Regions from separate parts of the Sus scrofa genome. Here region 2 is linked to region 1. Evidence: chromatin contacts called from public HiChIP or PLAC-seq data. All regions are on one chromosome and are shown on one strand. The core of a region is the stretch at or near the end of the contact, and the rest is flanking DNA. Distances in the headings are between cores, read along the strand shown. Region 1 holds the start of LBX1 (ladybird homeobox 1). Region 2 holds the start of NPM3 (nucleoplasmin-3).

Region 1 (4,638 bases), core at 182-2,681:
ATGTCCATCTGCCCACTGGGGCCCAGTTTCTTGGCGGACTCCACGTCGGCCTTCATCTCCTCCAGGTCCCGCTTGAGCTTGGCGCGCCGATTCTGAAACCAGGTGATGACCTGAGCATTGGTGAGGCCCAGCTGCTGCGCAATTTGGTCACGATCGGCGGGGGACAGGTACTTCTGGTAAAGGAAGCGCTTCTCCAACTCATAGATCTGGTGGTTGGTGAAGGCCGTTCGCGACTTTCGCCGCTTCTTGGGGGTCTGCCGCTGCCCAAAGATGGTCATTCCATCGCGGCCTGCGAGGAAACCAAAATATAGGCTTGCTCCAGGGGAGAGGAGACCCCCACCCTGGCCCTTACTCACCGCACCTAGACCTATCCGGCCTGTGGTCAGTCGCTGTCGCCTGCCGGATTAGATTCGACCACCAGGACTAGGGCAAGCCTCAGCTATGGCAAGCCCCCTTCCCCCATTTCTCAGCTACCGGAAGTCCCTAGGAAAAAATTGTTTTGGTCTCTGCCGGGTCACTTGAGAGTTGGTTTGAAAGACTCGATGTCCCTGGAACAGGAGAGAGCCAGACAGGGACTCCCTGACTGGGTGTGAATGCTGGCTCTCCACCACATTGCAATCAACTCAGCTCTACCTACCCAAAAGGTCCTAGCCAAGGCTCTCCAAACCCCAGTTCCCCGGGCCACTGTGAAAGGGAGGGAGCCAGGCAGAGCAGACCGACTGCGGAGAGATCTTGGGTTCCCGCCTCCCTTCCTCAGTCACTCGATCTGGCCTATCCAGAGGTCCCTAGGAAACAGGGTTTGGGTCCTGTCCCACGCATCTCCACTCCCAGCGGCAGCAGCTTGGGCTGGAGGGCCCTGGCGGCTGGCAAGGGAGGAGGCGGGCAGAGGGACCAGGCACTAAGCGTGGGACCCCTGGATCCAGGCGCGGGGTGCTGGTCGCAAAGGTACCCAGTGGCGGCGCCTACCTTCGGCTGCCTGCAGGACGCTGACCTCCAGCCCCTTAAAAGTCTTGCTGGCGAGCTCCTCCAGGGCGCACAGCGGCGAGGTCTGTGAGAGCAGCGCGCGGCCCGCCAGGGGCAAGCCGCCCGGCGCGTGCTTGTCCGCGGCCGCCAGTAGGTGCGCCGCCCCGCACAGCGAGTAACTTCTCCGCACAGACGGCTTGTTGAGGATGTCCTCAATGCTGAAAGGCGTTAGCGGCTTGTTGGAGTTGGCGGGCGGCGGCAGGTGGTCCAGAGGGCTGCGCCGCCTCTCCTCCCCCGGCGCCGCCTTGCTGTCCTCCTTGGAAGTCATCTCGGCCTCTTTTGGGGGCCCGGCCGGGGCGGCTCGGGTCGCGGGGACCCAGCCCGCGGGCAGCTCGGGCGCCGGGCGGCGCGAGCGGGTGGCAGGCAGACAGGAGGCCGCGCTGGGCAGGACGCGGGCCGGGCTCGGGCCGATTAGCGCAGCGGCAGAGGCGAACAGAGCCGCACGGGGCCCCAGGAGGAGGGCGCTGACGCGGGCGCCACAGCCGCCGGGGCTTCCAGCAATCCGGGGCCCGAGCCGGGGCGCGCCGCGCGGGGCTCCAGTTTCGCCAGCCCCCGGTGCTATTTAAAGGTGTCAGGTGGCTCCGCGGCGGCTCCTGGCCCCGGGTCCTGGCGGCGGCAGTTGGAAGAGCCGAGGCGAGGGCGCCGATCCCGTACTGCGAGGGGAGGCGGAGAGATGGGGCAATTGACTATTGCTAACAAGTTAGCCTTGATCGAGGAGTAATCAATTATCTGCAGCGGCACTTCTCTCTCTCTCTTTCTCTTTCTCCCTGTCTTTCTCCTCTCTTCTTTCTCTCTGTTCTCTCTCTTCCTGTTCTCTCCCTCCCTCTCTCCCTCCCTCCCTCCCTCTCTCTTCTCTTCTCCGCTCCCCCCGTCTCTCTCCTTCTCCCTCTCCCTCGTCCTCCCTTTCACTCTCTGTCCGTCCAATGCAGGCGGCTCTAAGTTGGGAAGCTCATTAATTAGCGGGCCTGGGGTAGGAGGAGCCGGCTGGAATTAGCCTGCCTAATGCGCCTGTCAGTCCGGGCGCTGCGCCGCGCTCGGCCCGAGCTGTTTGTAAATTACATTAGCGGCGCCTTTATTGCACCCGAACCTCCGGCGACTGAAAAGCCGCCGCCCCCACCCCAAACTGCGAGCCGCACTCCCGGCGCACCCACCTCCCGCCGGCCTGGCTGTAGCGGCAGCGCTGGCCCGGAGGTCTCAGGCTCTTCAACCAGGATTTGGCGCCCTAGAAGGGCTGCAGGAGCTCAGCCGGGGAGGTATGCAGCCGCCGCGCGGGCCAGGTAAGACCAGTAGTCTGGGTGGGCCCAGTGTCGCGGGCCCAGAGAGGACTTTGCCAAGCTGAGATCAAAGACCTAGCGCCCCTAACCCTAGACCCACTTGTCCCTCACCCTCGGCCTTGGGCCACGCGCCCGGGGCGAAGGAATCTGCAGCCCTCCAGCTGGCCCGCGGGAGGTCCGAGGGGGCTCTGCAGCCCTGAGTGAGGCGACACGGGAAGCAGGGGTGAGGGAGCCCGGGGGTTGGGGTAGGAGGCCAGCCAGAGGACACAGCTTTCCCCAACCAAGTGGTGGAAGGGGAGTTGTTGGTGACTCTAGACCCCTCTTCCCCGGCGTGAGCCCAAAGCGACAGCCTTACCTCCTCCGGCAGTCTTGCACACTCTCTTCGGGCCGCGGCTCTCCGGGTCGGCCGGGGCCACCGCCGGTCTGGTGACTGGTGTCCGACCGAGTAGCCGGGCCGGGTGCTGGGGCTAACGGGGCAGGCTCAGGGCCTCCCCGCTGCGCTCTGCCGGGCCCCGGCCGGGGCCCCGCTGCCGGCCCCGCCCAGCCCAGCGCCGGGCTTGAGTGCACCGCCAGGCCGACTCCAGCTGTTCCGGATGCGGGGCGGGGGCCGGGAGGGGGCCGGGCCACGGGCCGGGGCTGTGCTCTCAGGAACCAGGAGGGATCTGGGGTTCGAGTCAGACTGGGCACTGGAAACCCTACAGTCCGAATTCTCTCTATATCAGGCGAGCATTTGTGTGCATGGGTGTTTGAATGTGTTTATGTTTTGAATGTGTATATTTATGTGTGGTTCTCCATGTGTATATTTGTGTGTATGTATGTGAATCTGTGGGTATTTAGGCGTGTTTAAACCCCCTACCTATGTCTTCCATTCCCCTGATGCACCCAAGGGGGGCTGTAGCCCCAGGGTTTTTTTCCTCTTGAGTCCCTCCTTTGGTTTGTGTGGGGCCACTTGCCCTGCCACCCTAATTTTCTATTTCTGTTCCTGTAGAAAGGAGGGGAGAAGAGGGGGGAGTTGGAGCCAAAGGAGGAAGAGCTGTTCTCCTCCCCACATACAGCCCAGCCCTTTCCCTGGCTTTGTTTGTAAACTCCTGGGCAAGCAGTGTGATCTGGCAGCCCTGCTTGGTCCAGAAAAGGGTCCAGAAGGCCAGTGTGAAGGACTGTGGCCCAGCCCAGAGGTTGGGATGGGAAGAATTAGCCTCTTGGGCTTCTTGTCCCTTCATATGTCCTCCAGAGAGGGAATCAAGCTGAGCTATGGGACAGGGGACAGTTTCTCTTCCTGGATGCTTCCAGCATAAGGTCCCGTGAGCATCAGAGATCAGTTTTTTGTTTTTTGGTTTGTTTGTTTTTTGTTTTTAAATTTCCTGGTTAGGACCTGTAGGAGAATGGATTCTTGTTTGGGACCCCCAATGCCTGCCCCAGGTCTGCTTGGGAGTGTTGGGAAAAGCTATTTACCCTCTTGGGCATCTTTGTCCTGCATTTTGTGGGGGAGGACAGGTATTTTAGAAGCGGGAATGGTGAGAATATTCCCTCAGAGCTGCAGAGCTATCCCCAAAGCAGGCCTGTCTCTGATGCATTGGTGCTATTCTGGGAGCCATGAGGTGAGGGTGGCCCTGGAGTCAGAGTCAGGAGATGGTAGAGAGGGACCTGAGGGAGAGGACTCCAGGGAGTTGGATCCTGCTGGCTTGTAATCTCTGGGACCTGGGACCAAAGAGGATCTGCTCTTTCCTCTGACTTCCTGCTCTCAGGATTCTGCTTCAGCCTCTGACCCACAGACCTTTCCTGCTAAAACCCCAAAGCCCTGACCCAGAGCCTCAGGCAAGCCATAGCCCCCATCCTAGGGGACTCCTTGGTCTCAATCCTCCAGAGGGGCTCCCTCCCACACTTCCCCTCCCCCATTCCTCCAGTTTGTTCCTGTCACCACAGCTGATATTGGCCTGCAAGACAGGATCTTAAGGACAACCCTGCTAGTATTCATCTTCCAGTTTCTCAGGATCAGCAGAGTTTAGGATTATTGTGAGGCTGCCTGGAAGGTTAGAAAGGAGAATTGGGGAACATAGGGGTGGGAACATAGAATTCCTCCACTGGAACCCTGTTTCCCTGCCCTTTTAGTCTTTGGCCACATTGTGTCACAGTGGACAGAACATTCTGCAATCATCTGCGACATAACCCCTTCCATCCCACCATCACCAAATCTTTTCTTCCCTTTCTGGTAACTACCTGCCACCCAGTCCCAAGGCTTTGTGGTTTGTTTGTTTGTTTGTTGGGTTGTTTGTTTGGTTGGTTGTTTGTTTGTTTGTTTGTTTGGCATAATTGGTTGAACTCTGTCACATAGCTTTGGTCA
Region 2 (4,492 bases), core at 751-3,250, 540 kb after region 1:
GAGTTCTGACAGAGAATCCACTAGAGGCAAAGAAAACTCTCACCAATCTGGTGCCGCCCAGTAATCCGCACAGGGCCAGAGCCTGACTTCAGGCGGAAGGTTACAGGTGGTTGGAGCTGGAAGTCATCCAAACTGAGCTGGAAGGAAGAGAAAGATGAAGGCCTAGGCCACTCCTGGTCCACCCATCTTGTGAGGAGTCCTTAAGTCCTCAATTCCTACCTCCCAACCTCCCGAGGTATGGCCAGAACACTTACCATGGGTTGGCAGGACAACTTGAGGTTGGCCACAGGGACTGCAATCTCCTGGTGGTCACGGTTCCGGGCCACGACTTCTACCACGTTACACTCATCTTTGGCCCCCTCAGTGAGGCAGAGCTGGGAAAGGTACATAGGGCCTCGGAGTCTCCCCATGTGAGGGTGAACACCACAAATGGGGGCATCTACCCTGGAACTTGCCCAGCCTCAGAGGTCCCTGGATCACCTGGCCAAGGGAGTCTCCCCAAAGGGGGATAGGCAGCAGAGGAAGTGACTCGCAATAAATGGGACAAGGAGGAGAGACGCGCGGGTAGAGGCCCACGGGTGACCTGCTCGGGTCCTATTCACCACCACGCCTTCCCCGCCCCTTACCATGGTCAAAGCCAGCACGTGATCTGCATCATCCTCTTCCTCTACCTTGAAGGTGAAAGAGCGACTGTGGCCGGAGAGCTCGCAGCCTGGAAGAGATATAGCACAGTGAGCATGTGGCGGCGGCTCACGTGCAGCCCAGGACTGACCTATTCACAGGCCCACTTCTCAGGTCCACGTGGAGCCCCCCCTTGCACGAAGAGGACAGGGGCCTGGCCTCCCCTTCCGCTCCAGCGGCCGCGTGCGAGGCCCCCTGAGTCCCCACCCACGTCGCGCACGCATCTGCATTTCTGTTCCCCAGCCCTGCCTGTGACCCAGTAACACCCCCAGCCCCTCCTTTTCTGAATACCGAAGAAAAAACTGTCCATAGTGACCGGGGTAGGGACTCGCAGACTGCCGGCACCCCCGGCCCGGCAGCGGCTCTCCTGATTCAAGAAACCCAAGGCAGCAGCGGCGCCGGTGGCCATGCTGCTAGTGCCGGCTGAGGCTCCGCCTCCGACACGTACAAAGCCCGAGCCTCGCGGCGGCTCCGGCCCCACCTATTAAAGGAGAAGCACTCTGGGCAGGGGGCCATTGCCCAGTTTGGCTCAGGAGCCTCAGACCTGTTGATTGAGACCGCACGGAGATGGTAACATCGCAAAACATGCACTTGGGATTCGTGTTAACGTCCTTGCTCACTTCCACGTCCAAGACTCTCAGGGAGCGGCTCCTGCCTCCATTTTCTCTAGTTCCACAACCCAACCCAAGGTGAGCTTTCGTTGGTGTATGTAAAATGTAAATTTTTCCAGTTCCCCTAGGAAAGGCGAGATATAGTGCAGCCTTTTCCTTATAATAGCAAATGTGCTCAGATTTGCCTTTCCTCCAAAGGAACTGAGGAGCCTGACAGAAGACCTAGTGTTATTCAAGCCACTCCATCCACTCCTGGATATGGTTCCTGCTCTAATTGATTTTGCAGTTCACTATCCAGAAGCAAGGCAATCTGATAGTGATTGCCTGTCTTCACTGAACTTCAAATGCTGGCTGCCTGCTGGTGCTTGCTAGCAGCTCAAGCGTGGGACTGGCAAAGGCATGCTAGTCCCAGAACATCTTTCTGCCTTGGACTCCTGTCTCATAATTTGGGCTCTGCCTCCAGCTTTCACCTTTTGACCAAACAATCAGGCACTTGTGTTCCTTACTCTGCTTGGTGGCAAGAACTCAAACTAGCTGTGTTGATTCGCACCCAGGTTATAATTTTGGCAAGAAGGTGGCTTGGCCAAGTAGTAGGCCACTTTCCTTTTACCTTGCCTTGAGGAAAATCTGGACTGATTCAATCCTTGCCCTTACTCAGTGGGTTGCCCTGAGCTGTTGTAGGTTGCAGACGTGGCTCGGATCCCACATTGCTGTGGCTGTGGCCTAGGCTGGTAGCCATAGCTCGCATTTGATCCCTAGCCTGGGAACTTCCATATGTCGAGAGGCTGAGACACTAAAAAGCAAAAAACAACAAAAAAAAAACAAGAAAAGGAAGGATCTAATTCTTAACTTGGAACAGCTATGTAGAGGAATACATGCTTGCAGGTGAGGAATGCAAGGGCAGGAGAAAAGGTAGGAGGCAAAAACAGGAAGGAGGTTTACATAGGACACCATCACACACATTCACTTCAAGTTTTATTTTGCCTCTTGCATGGTCTTCAGATAGTTTTACAGTTTGTTTTCTACAGAAACTGAGCTGTGATCTAAACAATCAATGAAATGTCATCCCAACCTTAATAAATATTCATAACCGTAGAAGATAACATAGCACTTTACAATCCTAGAGGCCTGGACATCTGTTTCATAGTTATTAGCTCTGTGACCAGAAGACCAGCCAAACTGATTATTAAAAGCCAAGATAAAGCCACAAGCAAACTTGCGAAAAATCCTGATTCCATAGGATGACTGTGGAACCCTCCAGATAAAATGCTAGAATTGTCCACTAGTGTACAAAATGTACTTAAAGAGAAAATCAAATGACATTAAGCCATTTAAAACAGTATCTTGTAGATATCTTCCCTTCATCCCAGCCCTGAAAACTACAAACTTGGTTCCAGTTGTCCAACATAGCATACCTATATCCTCCTATCAGTTGAAGGTTTTCTAACCCTGTATATGAAGAGGCCTCCTTCCTTCATCTCACCCACTCAGTGCACTCACAGGCTTTGGTTGAAAGTTACTAGGCAGCACTAAATACAATGCTTTTTAAAAACTCTCTTTCCAAAGTCCATACTGATGGGAACCTATGAAGGAAAATGTTTTAAGTTTCCTTCCCCCTTGACCTTCCCCTCTCAGCTCAAAGTTAAAACAGCTGATACAAAACTGCAGGAAAGCAATGTAACAAAATAGTTATGAACCAATGGAGAAGCCAGCCAGCCATCATAAAAAAAAAAAAAAAAATCCTGCAGAGATTACCTGCTAGCCTCATGCTCAGAACCCTTAAAAACACCAAATCTAAATTAGAATACTTGAAGCTTTCAGAACCCGTTTAAAGGAAAGACAAAAGGTAACCATAAGTCATTGGTTAAAGTGTGCTCATTCTTTTAAAAATTAGATACAAACATGCAAAAACTAAAGACTGATTTAATAAAACCAGTAGGAATAGTCTTGAAATTAAAGGACAACTGATCCGAGGGCAAATGGGATCAATTAGTCCCTGAACCCTTCTTGCCAGATGTCAAAATTAACATTTCACATGCTGATCTTCATCGAGGTTAATTTCCAGAAGTTACTGCACTTTGCAACAGATTGAGTCCTATGAAGTTAGGCTCTCGTACCCAAAGTGGTCATGGCCTAGCCCTATGTGGGAGGCACTTCAAAAATAATACAACTTATTTAAAAAAAAAAAAAGCAAAGAAAATCCACTTTCCACTGATTTATATTATTCAAAGTGCCATCCTGAACCAACCTTTTCATTTTCAGAAGGAAAAATTACAAAACCCAATAAACACAAAGAATAGTCAGGTTACAGCTAGTTTATATACAAAAAAATTTACAAGTTTGTCACTTTTAGGCTTTCGCCACAAACAACTGCACATTTGTCCCTACAAAGTACAACATGCCTGAACCAATGGTCACTACAAGAGACAACTGGCCATGGCTTCACAAAAAGCAGAAAAACTGCCCAAAGTGAAATCATTTACTCAGCTTAAACTATGCCATAACCATCCCACTTGGAATCTCCACCCTGAAGCCTCAGAAACCAAATCTTTCTCATCTTTGCCATGTCCCCAAAGGAGGAGACACGTTTCATTCAATAAGCCAAAGAGGATGACAAATGATTTTGATTACTCTCAGGTGAGAAATGCAACCACACTGGATGCAAAAAACAGTGCTGACTACATTTATTGAAGACCCCTCCCTATAAGCCCATGTAAGAGGTCTTGGCATCTAACACAAGACTCAAAAAGGAGGCCCACATCTCTTTCATACAGGATTTGCAGCAATACTATCTTCTTCCAACCAGTGAGTAGTCTCTCTAAGTATGATGAGTGAGTTTTACACAGTCTTCTTTGTTTTCAATCCTAATCAGCCAATGTGTTGCCACTCCAGAGGCTGAACTGTATGAAGACCCCAACCACCACCCACCAGGTGAAGTTAAGAGACTTTCTGACAGTTCATAGTGCCAACAAACATCACAGGCTCCGGCCAAGTATAACCACATCCTTTGGAAATCCTTCCATTTTTGCAATCTCAAAACAGCCTAACTTGCTGTAAAATTCCAAAATTCTTTTATCATCAGGTCTCACTTCACAGAAAGCCCCTCGGGAACCTAAGGAAAAAAACAAAAAATATTCAAATTATAAATGTCACTTAATGTAATAAAATCCATTAAGTAATAAAAAAAATTTTTAATTAAA

The links. HiChIP or PLAC-seq counts read pairs in DNA pulled down with a chosen protein or histone mark.
Region 2: a contact with region 1 is called in an H3K27ac HiChIP or PLAC-seq map of skeletal muscle, with 5 times the contacts expected there. The contact joins the promoter of NPM3 here to the promoter of LBX1 in region 1. A contact is called at or near these places in 3 of 5 promoter capture datasets (fetal liver, fetal skeletal muscle and liver), 14 of 47 Hi-C or Micro-C datasets (alveolar macrophages, brain, embryonic fibroblasts and 11 more) and 1 of 2 datasets of contacts at active chromatin or transcription factors (skeletal muscle).

The regions. Positions count from the first base shown.
Region 1 is chr14:112,284,785-112,289,422 of Sscrofa11.1, forward strand. It overlaps LBX1 (ladybird homeobox 1), which reads right to left and starts at 1,432. Exons shown (of 2, transcript NM_001206336.1): 1 at 967-1,432; 2 at 1-289. The coding sequence starts at 1,291. It overlaps LOC102161206 (a long non-coding RNA gene), which reads left to right and starts at 2,987. Exons shown (of 3, transcript XR_307765.3): 1 at 2,987-4,638.
Region 2 is chr14:112,820,244-112,824,735 of Sscrofa11.1, forward strand. It overlaps NPM3 (nucleoplasmin-3), which reads right to left and starts at 2,001. Exons shown (of 6, transcript XM_003359343.4): 1 at 973-2,001; 2 at 627-712; 3 at 255-374; 4 at 44-137. The coding sequence starts at 1,090. It overlaps MGEA5 (protein O-GlcNAcase), which reads right to left. Exons shown (of 16, transcript XM_003483548.4): 16 at 2,251-4,404. The coding sequence ends at 4,268.